Regions from separate parts of the Oryctolagus cuniculus genome. Here region 2 is linked to region 1. The links are chromatin contacts, called in public Micro-C maps. All regions are on one chromosome and are shown on one strand. Each heading gives the region's core, a stretch centred on a gene start, on an enhancer-like site or on the middle of the called end of the contact. The rest is flanking DNA. Distances are from core to core; before and after follow the strand shown. Region 1 has its middle 85 kb from the start of GFPT1. Region 2 overlaps ANTXR1 (ANTXR cell adhesion molecule 1).

Evidence for each region. A called contact is a pair of places that touch in the nucleus more often than the background predicts.
Region 2: a Micro-C map of ear pinna shows a contact between it and region 1, with 6 times the contacts expected there. The contact joins two enhancer-like sites. A contact is called at or near these places in 3 of 6 Hi-C or Micro-C datasets (ear pinna, psoas muscle and an unstated tissue).

Annotation. Positions count from the first base shown.
Region 1 is chr2:133,357,838-133,364,837 of mOryCun1.1, forward strand. No RefSeq gene overlaps it. Among named protein-coding and RNA genes, the nearest start is that of GFPT1, 85 kb to the left of the region's middle. Within about 2 kb of position 3,249, at least 5 of the 8 cell types and tissues checked have an H3K27ac peak or open chromatin away from gene starts, as enhancers often do. A contact at or near this core is called in ear pinna, where this site is marked.
Region 2 is chr2:133,642,708-133,649,707 of mOryCun1.1, forward strand. The region is part of intron 1 of ANTXR1 (ANTXR cell adhesion molecule 1); the gene reads right to left. Among named protein-coding and RNA genes, the nearest start is that of ANTXR1, 11 kb to the right of the region's middle. Within about 2 kb of position 3,629, at least 1 of the 8 cell types and tissues checked has an H3K27ac peak or open chromatin away from gene starts, as enhancers often do. A contact at or near this core is called in ear pinna, where this site is marked.

The DNA of each region.
Region 1 (7,000 bases), core at 1,999-4,498:
GATCCCCACGTGGGTGGCAGGGACTCAAGTACTTGAGCCATCACCACTGCCTCCCTTGGTCATCACCATTTCCCAGCAGAGTACAATCTTAAGGAAAATCCTGAGGAGTTCTGCCTTAGTTTCCTTTTAGGTCTTGGCGAAGTAGCTTTCAAATTGTAATGTGCCTAGTAGGCTAAGCCTCCACCTGCAGCACCAGCATCCCATATTGCACCTCTTCCAATCCAGCACTCTGCTGTGGCCTGGGAAAGCAGTGGAAGATGGCCCAAGTAGTTGGGCCCATGCGCCTGTGTGGGAGACCTGGAAGAAGCTCCTGGCTTCAGGTTGGCCTAGCGCTGGCCATTTGGGCAATGAGCCAGCAGATGGAAGACCTCTTTCTTTCTCTACCTCTCTCTGTCTATAACTCTCTCTCTCAAGCAAATACATGAAGTCTTAAAAAATTGTAATGTACCCAAGGAGACAGTTACAAAGTGAAGGTCCTTTGGACGGCAAAGGAGATTATGATTCTTCGGGTGGGATTGTGGTCCTTGAATTGCCTTTTTGATAATGATTAAAAATAATCTGGATAAAGGTGGCGGAAATACTCCTTGAGAAGCACTTTCTTTAGGTCTCAGTGCTTTTTTGGGGGGGTTCTGCTGTGCAATCTTTTTATTTATTTATTTGAGAGGCAGAGTTATAGACAAGGAGAGATACAGAGAGAGGTTCACTCCCCAAATGGCTGCAACGGCTAGAGGTGGGCTCATCTGAAACTAGGAGCCAGGAGCTTCTTCCTGGTCTCCCACGTGAGTACAGGGGCCCAAGGACTTGGGCCATCTTCACTGCTTTCCCAGGCCATAAGCAGGGAGCTGGAATGGAAGTGGAGCAGCCGGGGTCTCTAACTGGCACACACATGGGTTGCCGTTGCTGCAGGCAGAGGCTTAGCCTACTAGGCCACAGGGCCGGCCCCCAGCTGTGCAGTCTTGAGCAAGAGTGTGCAAGAGCCATGATTTTGTCTTCCTGGAGGGGAAAATGTTGAAATGGTCTGGAGCCATCTATCTGGTACATGGATCAGTGAAGTTAAGTCTGCTTGAACCGTGGCATGGGAGGGAGCACCTTATGCCCCTGCAAATGTGGATGCCAGTGAAATAATACGAGTGAAAGCACCTGGCCTGTAATTGCTGTACAACCCTCTGCAGAACGCAAGGATGGCAGAGTCTGCCTTAGGCTATGGCTGCCCCCAATTGGTGCAGAGGGCTCCCTGCAGTGTCAGGATCGAACACACACACACACACACACACACACCCCAATCAGCCAGTTTGCCCTTTTCTATAAGTTGTTTCTGGTTTCTGCGGGCCCTGGGTTGAGTTGGGAATGTGTGTATTGAAGCCTCACCTCCCAGGGCCTGACTAGCAGGCAGCTGGAATCAGGAGCTGGAGGTGGGGCTGGAATCCAGGTACTGCCGTGTGGGGTGTGGGCGTCGTCACCACTACCCGACCCCTGCCTTTCAGCTCTCTGATGTATGTTACATGCCGAGGGTATAGCTCATCAGAAATGTGGGTGAGCGGTCTAAAGCAGGCATTACTTACTGTCTTCTAAATTAGAAACTTGAAAACGTACACGAAACTCTAGCTAGGCAATTAGGAAACACACAGAAAGCCGAAATGGGAATCAGCTTCATAAACAAGGTTCCTTGTGCCGTTGCGCCATCGCTGCGTCTGTGGGGTCTGGCTCTGCTGTTCACGCGGGTCTCCGGGAGCGCTTCAGGTCAACGCCAGACTTGACGCTCAGCCACATGAAAGAAAGTTCGCCATCCCAGTCCTTTTCGCTTTTTTTTCTTTCTGTTATTAATGCGCCTGTCCTTTTGAAAACCGGAATGCGAATGCGATGCGGCAAATACGAAGAAGGGGGAGAAGCTGTCGGAAAATCATCTGATGGCAATTGACTTTTCCCTTGGAGTGCAGCGGTCCCATCCCTAGCGCGTGCCTCCTGGGCTGCCTCAGGCTGTCGCTGCTGCACTCCTGGTGGTCTCTCTCTCGGACGCACCGGGGATCCCGCTTGGGGCTGAGTGGGGACAGATGGGCGCCGCAGGACACTCCCTAGGCACACAGGATGAGCGGTTCCTTAGCTGCAGGGGGCGCGCAGTCCTGAGAAGAGGCACGTGGCCCCACTTGGATCCCTGGACCCCCGGCTGGGCTCTTTGGCAGGCAGGGGCATGTGAATACATTCTAAAATTCTGAAAATGCTGTTGCCCGGTTTGGGACAAGTCCCGCGGGGCTACACAAAAGGAAGTGAGGGTTTCTCCTGGGCTGCCTCACCCACCACCAAGTGCCGGTGCCAGGGACAGCACAGAGGTGACCCCGGGCGGCTGGCGGTCACCGCCGCGGGAGGCAGGGGGATTGTGCCGGGAGCACCCGCGGGAGGCCAGGCGCCTGGGCGAGCTGCGCTGGGGGTGGGGGTAGGGGTGGGGACCCGGAGCGAACCGGCAGGGGTTACTCTCGGTCGTGGGTGACGTCATCTCATCGGTCCCCTGGGCTTGCAAGGCCCAAGGAAACTGAGGTCACACAAAGAAGGAAGAGTGTAGTCTGGCAAACAAAACGAGAGAGAGAGAGAGAGAAGAGAAAGAGAAGAGAAGAGGAGAGAGAAGAGAAGAGAAGAGAAGAGAAGAGAAGAGAAGAGAAGAGAAGAGAAGAGAAGAGAAGAGAGAAAAGAGAAGAGAGAGAAGAGAAGAGAGAGAAGAGAAGAGAAGAGAAGAGAAGAGAAGAGAAGAGAAGAGAAGAGAAGAGAAGAGAAGAGAAGAGAAGAGAAGAGAAGAGAAGAGAAGAGAAGAGAAGAGAAGAGAAAAGTTTCATTTAGAAGCTTGGGCAGGGGTTTCAGCTGGTTCCCCAGTTATTTTAAACTGATTTTCTGAGCCTAAAAACCAAGCAGGCAGATCATGGAATTTTGGCCGGAGATTTTTTTTTTTTTTTTTAAGAAAAAAATGTGGGCAGGCAGTGAAAAAGGAGGTGGGAATTTGGCTGCGAGGCTTCTGCGGGCCGCGGAGCAAACCGAGGCGCGTTCCCATGGAGGCGCGTCGGCTGTTGATGTCAACAAAGGGTTTTTCCTGACAAACACACTTCACATTTAATAACCCTGGGCAGCCGGGCCCGCCCCGCGCGCTCGTGCCCTGTGCGCGCGGGTGGAGGGCGCCCGTTACCCGGCACGGCGAGCAGGGAGCGCGCCAGGTGTGCAAAGAGCCACGGCCTTTTCTCGCTCCCGAGGGTCCCCGCATGGCCCACAGCCAGCACCGCCTAGCGCCTACAGGCCCTCGAGCTCAGCTCTTACGGGAACCCACACGCCGCCTGCCCTGCCCGTGTCCCCTCGCGGGACTGCCTGGCTGCAGCCGTGGGCCTCCCGTTAGCCCACGGCTGCTTGTTTGCAAGGTCTTCACGGGCTCCCGCCGGGCAGAAGAACCCGTTTCGGGGGGAGGAACAAAAGCCCGCTCCTTGGACCCGAAGTGCAGAAGGGCACGGACTGTTGGATCCCGGTGCTTCAAAGGCTTCAGGAAGCGCTGGGTCCAGCTTCCGTCCTCGCATCTGCAGCCATCTGCAGAGGATCCCGCACTACGCACGGCCAGTCTCCAGGGACACAGCCCTTTGAGGGGGGTTGGGAATTTAGGGTGTGAGGTAGGAACTCAGGCGTTTGTCCACAGTGTGACCAGAACCCGCAGCAAACCCGCCCGAGGCTGTTGGCGCTTCTCTCCTAGCTGAACGCCCTGCGCCTGCCTCCTTAGACCCCCACTCCCAGCTCTGAGCAGCCCAGCGGGGGTCATCACTGCCCTGGGAGGGGGTGGGGGGCTCCAGTCCGCAGGAAAACACGAGGGCCAACCCCCAACCACAAGCACTCCCAGTGCTCACTTCCCGCGGTCCGGCAGGCACCATGCGCGCTCCAAGGCATCAGGGCAGGTCCACTGCTGTCCCCAGGAGCAGCCACGCTGTCCGCGGCCCCTCTCTGCCAGCACCCCGGCTGCCGCAGGCGTGTCAGGAAGTGCCCCGGAGTTCGGGGAGAAGCCTGGCCTGGGAGGGAGTCTCCACTCCTGTCATGCGGTCTCCTCGGGCACCAAGAGCTGAAGACCCCGTGGTGCCCCCTAGCTCGGGCCCGGGGACTCGCCCAGGCGCACGCCCCCACGTCCGCTCTCGGCCCTGGGCTTCTCCAGGGGCACCCGCGCCGCCAACACTCCAAATTCCCCCAACCCCGCCACTGGGATTTTAACAGGCGACCAAGGAAGGCACAGAGAGGCCCCAGGGTGACAGGCTGGGGCCCAGGTGACCTCAGCCGCTGCCATTTCCTCTTCTAACCTATTCAATGAGACTGCAAGAGAGGATGGTTGGGGCTTAAAGGGGACACCTGCAGAGGGCCCCAAACTGACCCACGCCAGTCACTCCGGGCAAGGGGCAAAGGCACGGAACTGAGGGCGCCGCGAGGGGCAGAGAAAGGCTTACTTCAGCTCCCCTGCAAGAGAAAATGGGTCACAAGGCGGTCCAGACCCCTTCCATTTCTTTGAACGAATAGGTTTTGGAATTGTTGGGGTTCACGGTGGTGCAGACGGGGCTGAACCAGAAAGAAAGCCGTCTTGTGGTGGTGTTGTGACCCCCCTCGTGCCCTCCACCACGTCGGGGTGGTAGGGCGGGGACGGGGGCAGGTGGTCGCTCTAATGCCCCGAGCGGGAAGGCGATCCAGGCTCCAGCAGTTGCGGTGACAGGCAGCGGCCACCAGGGGGCAGTGCCTCCCTAGCCTCTCTGTACGCCCCGGACATGCAGGCCCGCGGGAGCAGGGGGCAGAGGACGTGAGATGTAGCCACACCGCCGGCCCTCTGCCCTTCTTTATTTTCTTTCTCTGCGGGGCGCACCGTGGCTGCAAGAATGGGGCCGTGAATGGCCCCGGGAGGCTGGGGCTGTGGTGTGTCCAGAATGCGCCTGGCGCCGTCCAGGGCAGGACACGACGGACTCCCGGGAGCATCGCGGCTGCTTCCTGCCCTCCCCTCGTCCGACCTCCCTTCCTTGGGATAGCCGTTTCGGGCACTTCTCTGGACCCTGGGGACGCAACCGCCCCGGGGCGTCCCCTCTGGAGGGCAGGGGCAGTGGTGTCTTTGCAGCTCCTCCTGCCCGCCGGGCCATCACCTCTGCCAGCCAAGCCCAGCGCGAAGTTGCTGTGGCCACCCCCGCCTTGCCGTTAGAAAGAGGGGTCCTGGGGTGGGGGTGGGGGACTTTGGCCTCTGCCGCAGCTTTTGTCGCCGCACCCTCGGGGTGTGGCAGGGATAACCGCGAACCGGAGTGGCGAGGCTGCAGGGAAGCGCGGCGACCACAAGGGGGCGCTCGGAGCCGCGCTCCAGGCGGCCGAGTTCTCCCGGCCAGCCGCAGGGCGGGCGCAGGGGCAGGACACCAGCCGCCTGCCCGCAAGGACTCCGAGCATTCCCAGGAGTGCTGTGCACATAGAGATAAAGGGTTACCTGCAAGGTTCGGTCACCCTGCTTCCCAGCCGGGGTGGGGTGGGGGAGTCGGCGCGTAGAGCGCACCTGTACCTGGGCTGCAGGCTCCCTGTCCTTTCCCGTTCCTTGGGGGGAGGTCCTGTGGTCCCCATTTCTGCCTCCTTAACCGGAACCGGAAAGTGGCTTCCGTTCGGAAAATCTGGGCCCAGTGCAGAGGAGCCCCCGGGGAGCGGGTTCCCGGGGTGCTGGATTCACACCCACGAAATCCCCAAAGCCATGCCTGGCTCCCGCTCACCCTTTCTGATCTACACGGAGCAGAGCTGCAGACGGTTCAGAACTCGGGGAACTGGGCTCCAGGTCGCCGCTCCCGGGAGACAAGCCAGCGAGCCTCTCTGTAGCATCCTCCCTCTAAACCGTGTCCCCCCTCACCTCCTTTCTCTCTGGCTCCCCCTCCTTTCTGGCACAAGGAAGATGGCTGAGGCCAGCACGGCTGGAGCGGTTCCCAGTCCACAGCACATCGCGGGCCCGGGAGAGTCGGGGTGTCTCGCAGGGAAGCGCCGTCCGCCCCGCGGCCCAGGCTGGGGGCGAGTGGGATCCTGCCTTGGTCTGGATGTCCTCCCCGGGGACTCAGAGTGAGGCCGAGCGCTTGGTGCCGAGGTGGTTTGGGAGCCCTGGGCCCACTGCTTCCTGCCCCTTGAGCGGGGGTCCTGGTGCAGAGGGGAGCCAGGCTGATGGCGCTGTGGCCTTGGAGGTGCGGCCTGTTTGCGGTCTGGTCCCAGAGCTGTGCGGATCCGAGATGCTGGCACAGATGGGCTGATGAGGTGTTGGCCTTGGACCCCCCCCACACACACCCCAGCCTGAGGGGCACAGTCCTGGGACAGGATGCGTGGCTGGCGGGAGTCGCCCGCGAGCATAAGCCCATCCCAGCGGCCCAGTGCCCTCGCCTTGGCGCCCCACCCCAGCGCCCTGCCTTAGACAGGGCGTGGAGCGTGGCCCCGGGGATAAGGGACACAGTTCTTTCTGCTGGGTCAATGTTGATCTGAAGGCCCAAGTCGCAGCTGGACTTTCCAGTGGGACTGTCCCGAAGCCTGGCCGAGTGGAGGGTGGTGACGTGCACGGTGTCCCTGGTAGCCACCTCCCAGGTGTGATGGCTCTTAGGGCCTGGCAACAAGAGCTGCAGGGCGCTGCCCGCACTTCCGGGCGCTGCTCGCGCACCCGGGCACTGTGCGTGCCCAGGGGCTGTGGACCGTGCAGTTCAGCTGCGTGCGCCCTCCCGTCGCGTGGGGCTGCTGCCCGCTGAGAACATCCTCGTGCAGGCTCCTGGTGGCCTCCTGGGCTCCTTCGAGGCAGTTTTCCCAGAAGGCGGCAAATCGCAGCCCGGGTGGATCTCAGTTCGGAGCGTGGACGGAGCCACGTGGGGCGCGGACATGCAGCTTCTACGGAGGTGAAAAGCCCCCCAGGCTCAGCTTCCGGCAAGAGCAGCACTTCGCACGCGCTTCTCGGCTCCGTCTCGATGCTCCACGCTAGCTGCCTCCCGGTCTTGGTGGCTGGCCACCAGGG
Region 2 (7,000 bases), core at 2,379-4,878, 290 kb after region 1:
GTCAGATATTTTGGTCAGACCTTTTAGGCCACATAGCCATCAAAATAATTGTATCCATCATAAAGATGATTTCTTTACCATGTTGCAGAGAGAACCTTTGTAAGCGATGGTTTTTCCCCACTTATAAAATTATTTTGTCTTTGAAATTAAAATTGATCACCAAGAAAGTTCGAGTATTAGTCATTTTTTAATGCTCAACTAATTTTGGTTGTTATTTGATGAGTCACTTGCACTTCCAGGGTTCTCTTAGATCAGAAAAGTTCTCTTCAAGTGAATCTGTGAGTTTTTTTAACCACACTGTAGCAATGCAAACTCATCTAGCATTTTTGGCATCTATTTTGGTTGCTCATTATTTACCACTCACTCTTCACTTTCCCCTAACTGCATTTTTACCTTCAACTTATGGGAATTTCTCAAACATGCCCTCATCATTTATGTCATTTTCCACCTTGTCAGTTCTGCTCTTTACTGCTTCTTGGTGACTTTAAAATTTCCTGTATTATTTTATACTTCCCTAACTGTTCTAGGCCCTTTGTCTTCTCATTTCAGATTTACCTCCTGTTTCACAAATGTGTATTTTTTTTAACTTCAGTGAAGCCATATGGTGCTACAGTTTATCTTTTTTTTTTTTTTTTCTGTTGAAAATGCTTTCCATTAATACCTTCTTCTACTTCAGGAGGTTTTGTTGTTGTTGTTGTTACTGGTTTAAAGGTACTAAAATGCTGAAGGCTCTATTTTTATCTTCAGATGTGGGAAGGTATAACTGGTCTGATATTTGCTTACAAAATAGCGTGTGTGTACATACATATGTCATACATACATACATACATATATATGTATATATGGATATCCCTATATAGGGGCATTAACCCACACTTGCAACCTTCTCTAAGGACTAATTTGGGGGAAGAGAGTTGGTCTTGATGACTAAGGTAAGCTTATGGAGTTCCACCAGGCAGGGAAGAGAAGGGATAGTGGGGAACAGAGTGATCCTGGTCATTTCCATGAAGAAACTTCATCCTTGCAAGGTTTGCTTGCTTTGGACGCGGTTACTTCATTCCGCATTGCCATATGCAGGGTTTCTTTTCTGGTGCAGCCTCAAGCCCTGGCTCACTCTGTGCTGTACCTGGCCTCACTCCTGATGCCTGCTGCATCCACATAATCAAAGACAGAACACTGTCATTCCCCCGGAGCCCCAGGACCTGGGGGAAGGACTTAGCAGGGTGGATGGAGTCGCTGTCCCAGATGCCTGGCTTTCTCAGGCTATCTCTTTTACAGCTTAATTTCCTCTTTGACTGCCGGATGCAGCTGCCTCGGCAGGACGGTGGTGCAGGACGGGGACAGGTCTCCGAGGGGGCGGCTCTCGGCCCTCCCCTGTCCCACCCTTGACCTCAGACTCACTTCCAGATCTGGGAATGTTCTTGGAGCTCCTCAAAGCTTTTCTCCAGACGTTTGTGCAACTTGGCAACAGGGTTGAAGGTAGACTGGCTGGTCTCCTTCAAACTCAAGCACATCTGCTTTGTTTCTCCTCTCATTTCTTGCAGTGTGCTGCACGTCAGTGTCATTGACCTGATGCAGGCTTTTCCTGGCCACCTCTTCAAGATCTCTTCTTTTGGGAGATGGCACAGTTTTAGGTGATAGTAGGGGAGGGAGTGAGGGAGAATCCATCTATGCTTAACTTCTTTTTCTAAAGTCACAAACTTTTCTTTCTCATCTCTGATCTGGCAACGTGAGTTTTTAATGCCTGGTGGGGTTTTGGAATCTATAAAGATGAACAATGGCAACATTCGGCATGTACTGAATACTCACTGAGCAGCCGGCAATGTGCTGAGCACTTAATACTCACTGCCATTTAATAGTAACACTTAGTATTTCCAGTGTGTTTTTGAGCACAATGATCCTAAGTGATATATATGCTACTGAGTTAACGGGGAGGTTAAGAAACACACAGCTAGAAAGTGGTAGGATTGGGATTTGAACCCGGTTAGTCTAGCCTTGCCGTCCACGTTCTTTCTCCAAATACTAATTAATTCTTTCTGCCCTTTAACCCTGGCTTCTTAACCACAATGTAATACTGCCTCCCCGTGGAGGGGTGGGGAAACATTCAGTCACAATTCACAGTGTTAGGTGTTAAGATAGTGAGATGTGTTAAAAATTCTCCAAAAAATGGGAATCCGAGAGTGGGGATACCCAGAAAGGCTTAAATAGGGGCTCTAAAATGGAGTCAGAAATGCTAAATCCATTTCCCATTGTAATGGAAGAAAACAGACAAGAGGCTTCATCTGTTTGGTCTTCAACCGTCACCCCTTGTGTTCCTCTGACATCATCTTTTATGACAATTAATCATCAGGATGACCATATAATTTAAAGACTAAACAGAAGATTGTGAGTACAGAAGAAGAAGCTATTAATAATTATACTAAGACACAAATATAGGCCAGGCTTGTCCTGGGAAAATCAGGATGTTTGGTTACTCTATTAACAGTGATCTTTAACATCCTATATTTATTTATGCTTACTGTTGTCTAATGATATCTTGTATTTCCTTTTACCTTGTACTGTTTATTATTATGATTCATGTATAGCGGTCGATAGGATTCTTTATTTTTCTCTTAGATGCTAGGTAATTTCTGTAAATCTGGCATTTATATTTTTAAAAGATTTTATTTATTTATTTATTTGAGAGGCAGAGTTATAGACAGAGAGGAGACAGAAAGGTCTTCCATCTGCTGGTTCACACCCTAAATGGCTACAACGACCAAGGGTGTGCCAGTCTGAAGCCATGAGCCAGGAGCTTCCTCTGGGTCACCCACATGGGTGCAGGAACCCAAGCACTTTGGCCATCTGCTGCTGCTTTCCCAGGCACATTACCAGGGTGTTAGATCAGAAATAGAGCAGCCAGCATATAAACCAGTGCCTATAGGGGATGCTGGTGCTGCAGGTAGAGGTTTAGCTAACTACACCTCAGTGCTGGCCCCTACTTTTTTTTTTTTTTTAAATATAAGGAGTGATGGCAAGATGACTATAATTCTGATCATAATCCTTTTGCCATCAAAATGTTGGGAAAGCTCTGTTCCAACAGGTTCCCATGAGTGTTTACCACTGAGCCTTAGAGGATGAGGGGAAGAAGAAAAGGTCACTGGATGTGACTCTCGAGGGCAAACACCAAGGGTCATTCCCCTCGTCTCTTGATAATGGACCGCTCCAGTGCTTACCATGGACTGGGGAGATTCGGAACAAGGAACTGCCAGAAATCGCAAGGGTTTGGGACGTGATCAGAGATGAAGCTTGGGAAATACATAATGCCTGAGCAATGAGGGCCTTAAATACCTGCTAAGTCATTTACACTTTACCTTTACTTTTTTTTTTTTAATGTATTGAAATTGACACATCATTCTGAGAGCTTTGAAAGTGTTTAAAGCCTAAGGGGCAGGGATTAGGAAAGAGGGTGTCAAGATTAGATCATGTTCTACAATCAATTTGGTCCAAGAATACAAGGCAGGGAGAGAGTAAAGAAAGGCGGCAAAGAGCCAAGTTAGAGAATGTTTCCGTGAACTGGGATAAAGCGGTGAAGGCCTGAGCTAGGACAAAGTAGAGAGCAGAGCAGGGTGGATTCAGGAGCTGTGAGTAGCAGATGCCCTCAGGGCTTGCATGGGAGATGGAGGACTGCGCCCGCCCCTATCCTTGGCATTGGGGGCAGGGTTTACTGCATGATTGCTCACCAAGACTGGAAATGGAGGAGGGGCGAGTTCGGGGGAAACATGGATGGTCACCCCTCTGCTGCTGCTCTGTCCCTCCCTGCCTCAGCCCTGCTGGGTCTGCCCTGCCTGCTGCTTCTCAGCTCTGTTCAGTGGAGTGTCTGTTTTTGCTCAGACGATCCCCACTGGCAGTTCCTCTGGCTTGGATCCTGGCCACCTTTCTCCTCAAACTCCACCTCTTCTTGACATTTTAAAAATCTGGAGAGGATCTTGATATTATCTCAATATTATTTACTATCCATACCCACATTTTCAATGACTTCCCTCAGGCTAATGGCACTCTGATCTTTTTTCAGTGCCAAGGAATCAATCCTCTCGCCCATTCACCATCTCCACCCAAATGTCCCACATTTTCAGACTCAACACGTCCACACCAAACTCCTCTTCCCTACTGAAACCCACGTCTCCCTGTGGTAACTCTTCTCTCTCCCACTTGCTCACAGCCAAATGCTCATCAAGTCCTGGTTGCTTCTCGATGCAAAAGAGCTCCCGATTTTTTACTCTTTTTTACCTCCTTTGTACTGTAAGAACAGGTGATATATACGGGTCCTTCAAAGAGTTCATGAAAAATGGAATTAAAGGATACATTTATTTTGGTGCAAAAGTTTTGAAATCCATGAAGGGTCTTCAAAAAATTCATAAAAATATGTATTATGAAATAACTGTGTGTGGATCTCAGCATTTCTTGCACCAAAATAAACTTACTTTTGGTTCTATTTTCCCATACACTTTTTGAAGCACTCTCATATCTGCATTTCTATAACATACATAAATTTGCCACTTTTGTCTTTAGAAACCTTCAATCCAATAACTATTGCTGATGGGACAAAATCCATTCTCTTTCCTTGTCACCCCCACACTGCAATGTCACTTTGCTTTCTGTGTGGTGCTTCTGTCTACTTTACCACTTGGCAAAATCCTCTTCAACTTTCAAGTTCAAGACCCAAAGTCACTAGCTCTCCGAGGCTTCCTAAAGCTCTCTCTTCTAGACCAAGGTTAATTACAGCATCAGCTCTTTCTCTTCTAATAAACTCCGGGAAGCAGGACCTGTCTTTGGCATTTCGTAATTCCAGAAATCTAGCATGCTGTGCTAAATATCTAACTAAACAAATTGCTTACCCTGGCCTGGTAGTCCTGCTCGGAATCTATGGAGGTGCCTTGGGTTAGAGGACCCTATCCTCTTCTTTGGGGAGCAATTTCCACTACCCTCATGATCACCTATCCACTATCACCATCTACCACCTGGCATCCATGTACAGGATGCCTTGTTAAAGGCTTCATCTTATTGCACCTTCACAACCCTTCTGTGAGGCAGAGACTTTCAAGGTTATTAATGAGAAGACCGAGGTTCTGAGGGGCTAAGTCATTTGTCTGAGGTTATCATGCTTGTTGAATATGCACACGGTCCCAGCTGCCAAACTCTGCACACACAGCAGGACTTGGTGATCCTGACCCGCAGAGCTTGGCCTATCTGTGATCCTCCATGCCATACTGGGCTTATCCAACACCATCTACAATAAAGCTCTGCTTGGCGTCCCGCGGGGAGGTGTGTGCTGTCTCACCCACAGCCTCACCAGAGAGGAGAAAGGCCATCATTGCGGGGCAACTTTTCTTGTCTTCCTGTTCAGGCTCATGATGTATTGCGGGGAGGGACGCACATCAAAACCACCTGGGAAGCTTTTATACACATGCCCATGGCTGAGAACCACCGGCCTAGCGCTTTCATCTCCAGTGTTTACGATTGGCACCCGTCCTCTGGTCACCTCTTCCCCAAGAAAAGGCTCCTCCTGCTCACTCCCAGTCCTTGGTGCTAAGAATCCGTGTCCTTGGCTTGCTCTGCTCTGCGGGGTTCTCCACCCGTGCCATCACCCCTGGAGGGAGGCATTCAGGAGTACATACAGAGGCCTTTATATATTGGTTACAATGCCCAGGAAGGTTAAATACCTTTAGAAAGCAAAGGTCACAAAACTACACATTCTCAACATGAAAATCTGTCCCAGTGAAAATGTTAACAACATCCCCACCGAGGAACACCCGTAGGCGCCCAGACACTCTTGATTCTGACTCTGAATCAGCCGCTGCAGTAGATGGCTCAGCTGCTGCAGGCTTCCAGGGCCTGCTCCATCTCCCCAGCCTGGTCACGTTCCCGCATACTCCACAGGCTATGGAAAAAATGATTCTTTGTTCAGATACATTGATGTAACCCTTAGGGGCCAAGGAAACCTACCTAACCTCCGTTTCACCTTTGCACTGAATCTAACGTAATCCTCCGTTCACCACAGCACATGTTTCATCTAAAGCATAGGGAGTGCGGAAGGGCCTAGAAGAGCAGGAGTCATCATCGCCGCATGGGCAGATGCCAATGGCGTGTTTGTCATAACGCCAGGCTGATGAATAAATCCAAAGCAGAGCTCAAAAGCGACGTTTTCCTGAAGTCCTACCTCTTCACCCTATCTCAATGACTGCTACTTTCTAGCTTTCTCAGGCCAAAGGAGTGTAAAATTCTATGTTTGCAAGAGAAGCAAGCCTTGGCCACCCATGTCTGGTTTTCCTTTCCTCCTATCTGATGGGCCCTCTCCAATGAGAGGATTGCATTCCTTCAGCCCCTTTCCAAAGCGTGAGGCCATGGGACTTGTTCAGGCCGACCGGAGGTGAGTGGAAGGATGTGTGACACTGCTGGCCGGGGCAGTTCACTGCCAGCCCGGCACCCGCCAGCAGCCTCTTCCTTCCCTTGCAGCTGTGCTGGGGGAAGCAGGTGTCAAGAAGGCGTCTCCACCGGCCTGGCTCACAGAATTAACATGAACAGAAACCCCTGGTTGTCCCCATCCGACACATAGCCTGTTTCAAGAGTATGCCTTGGTTGTTTTGTGTCATTGAGATTTGGGGAGGTTCTTTGTTACCACAGCATAACCTAACCGACTCTGAGGGATTCAATGTTCCCCTGCATGTTGAAATTCTTTCTTCTTGGCCGGCGCCGCGGCTCACTAGGCTAATCCTCTGCCTTGCGGCGCCGGCACACCGGGTTCTAGTCCCGGTTGGGGCGCCGGATTCTGTCCCGGTTGCTCCTCTTCCAGGCCAGCTCTCTGCTATGACCCGGGAGTGCAGTGGAGGATGGCCCAAGTGCTTGGGCCCTGCACCCCATGGGAGAACAGGAGAAACACCTGGCTCCTGGCTTCGGATCAGCGTGGTGCGCCGGCCGCAGCGGCCATTGGAGGGTGAACCAACGGCAAAGGAAGACCTTT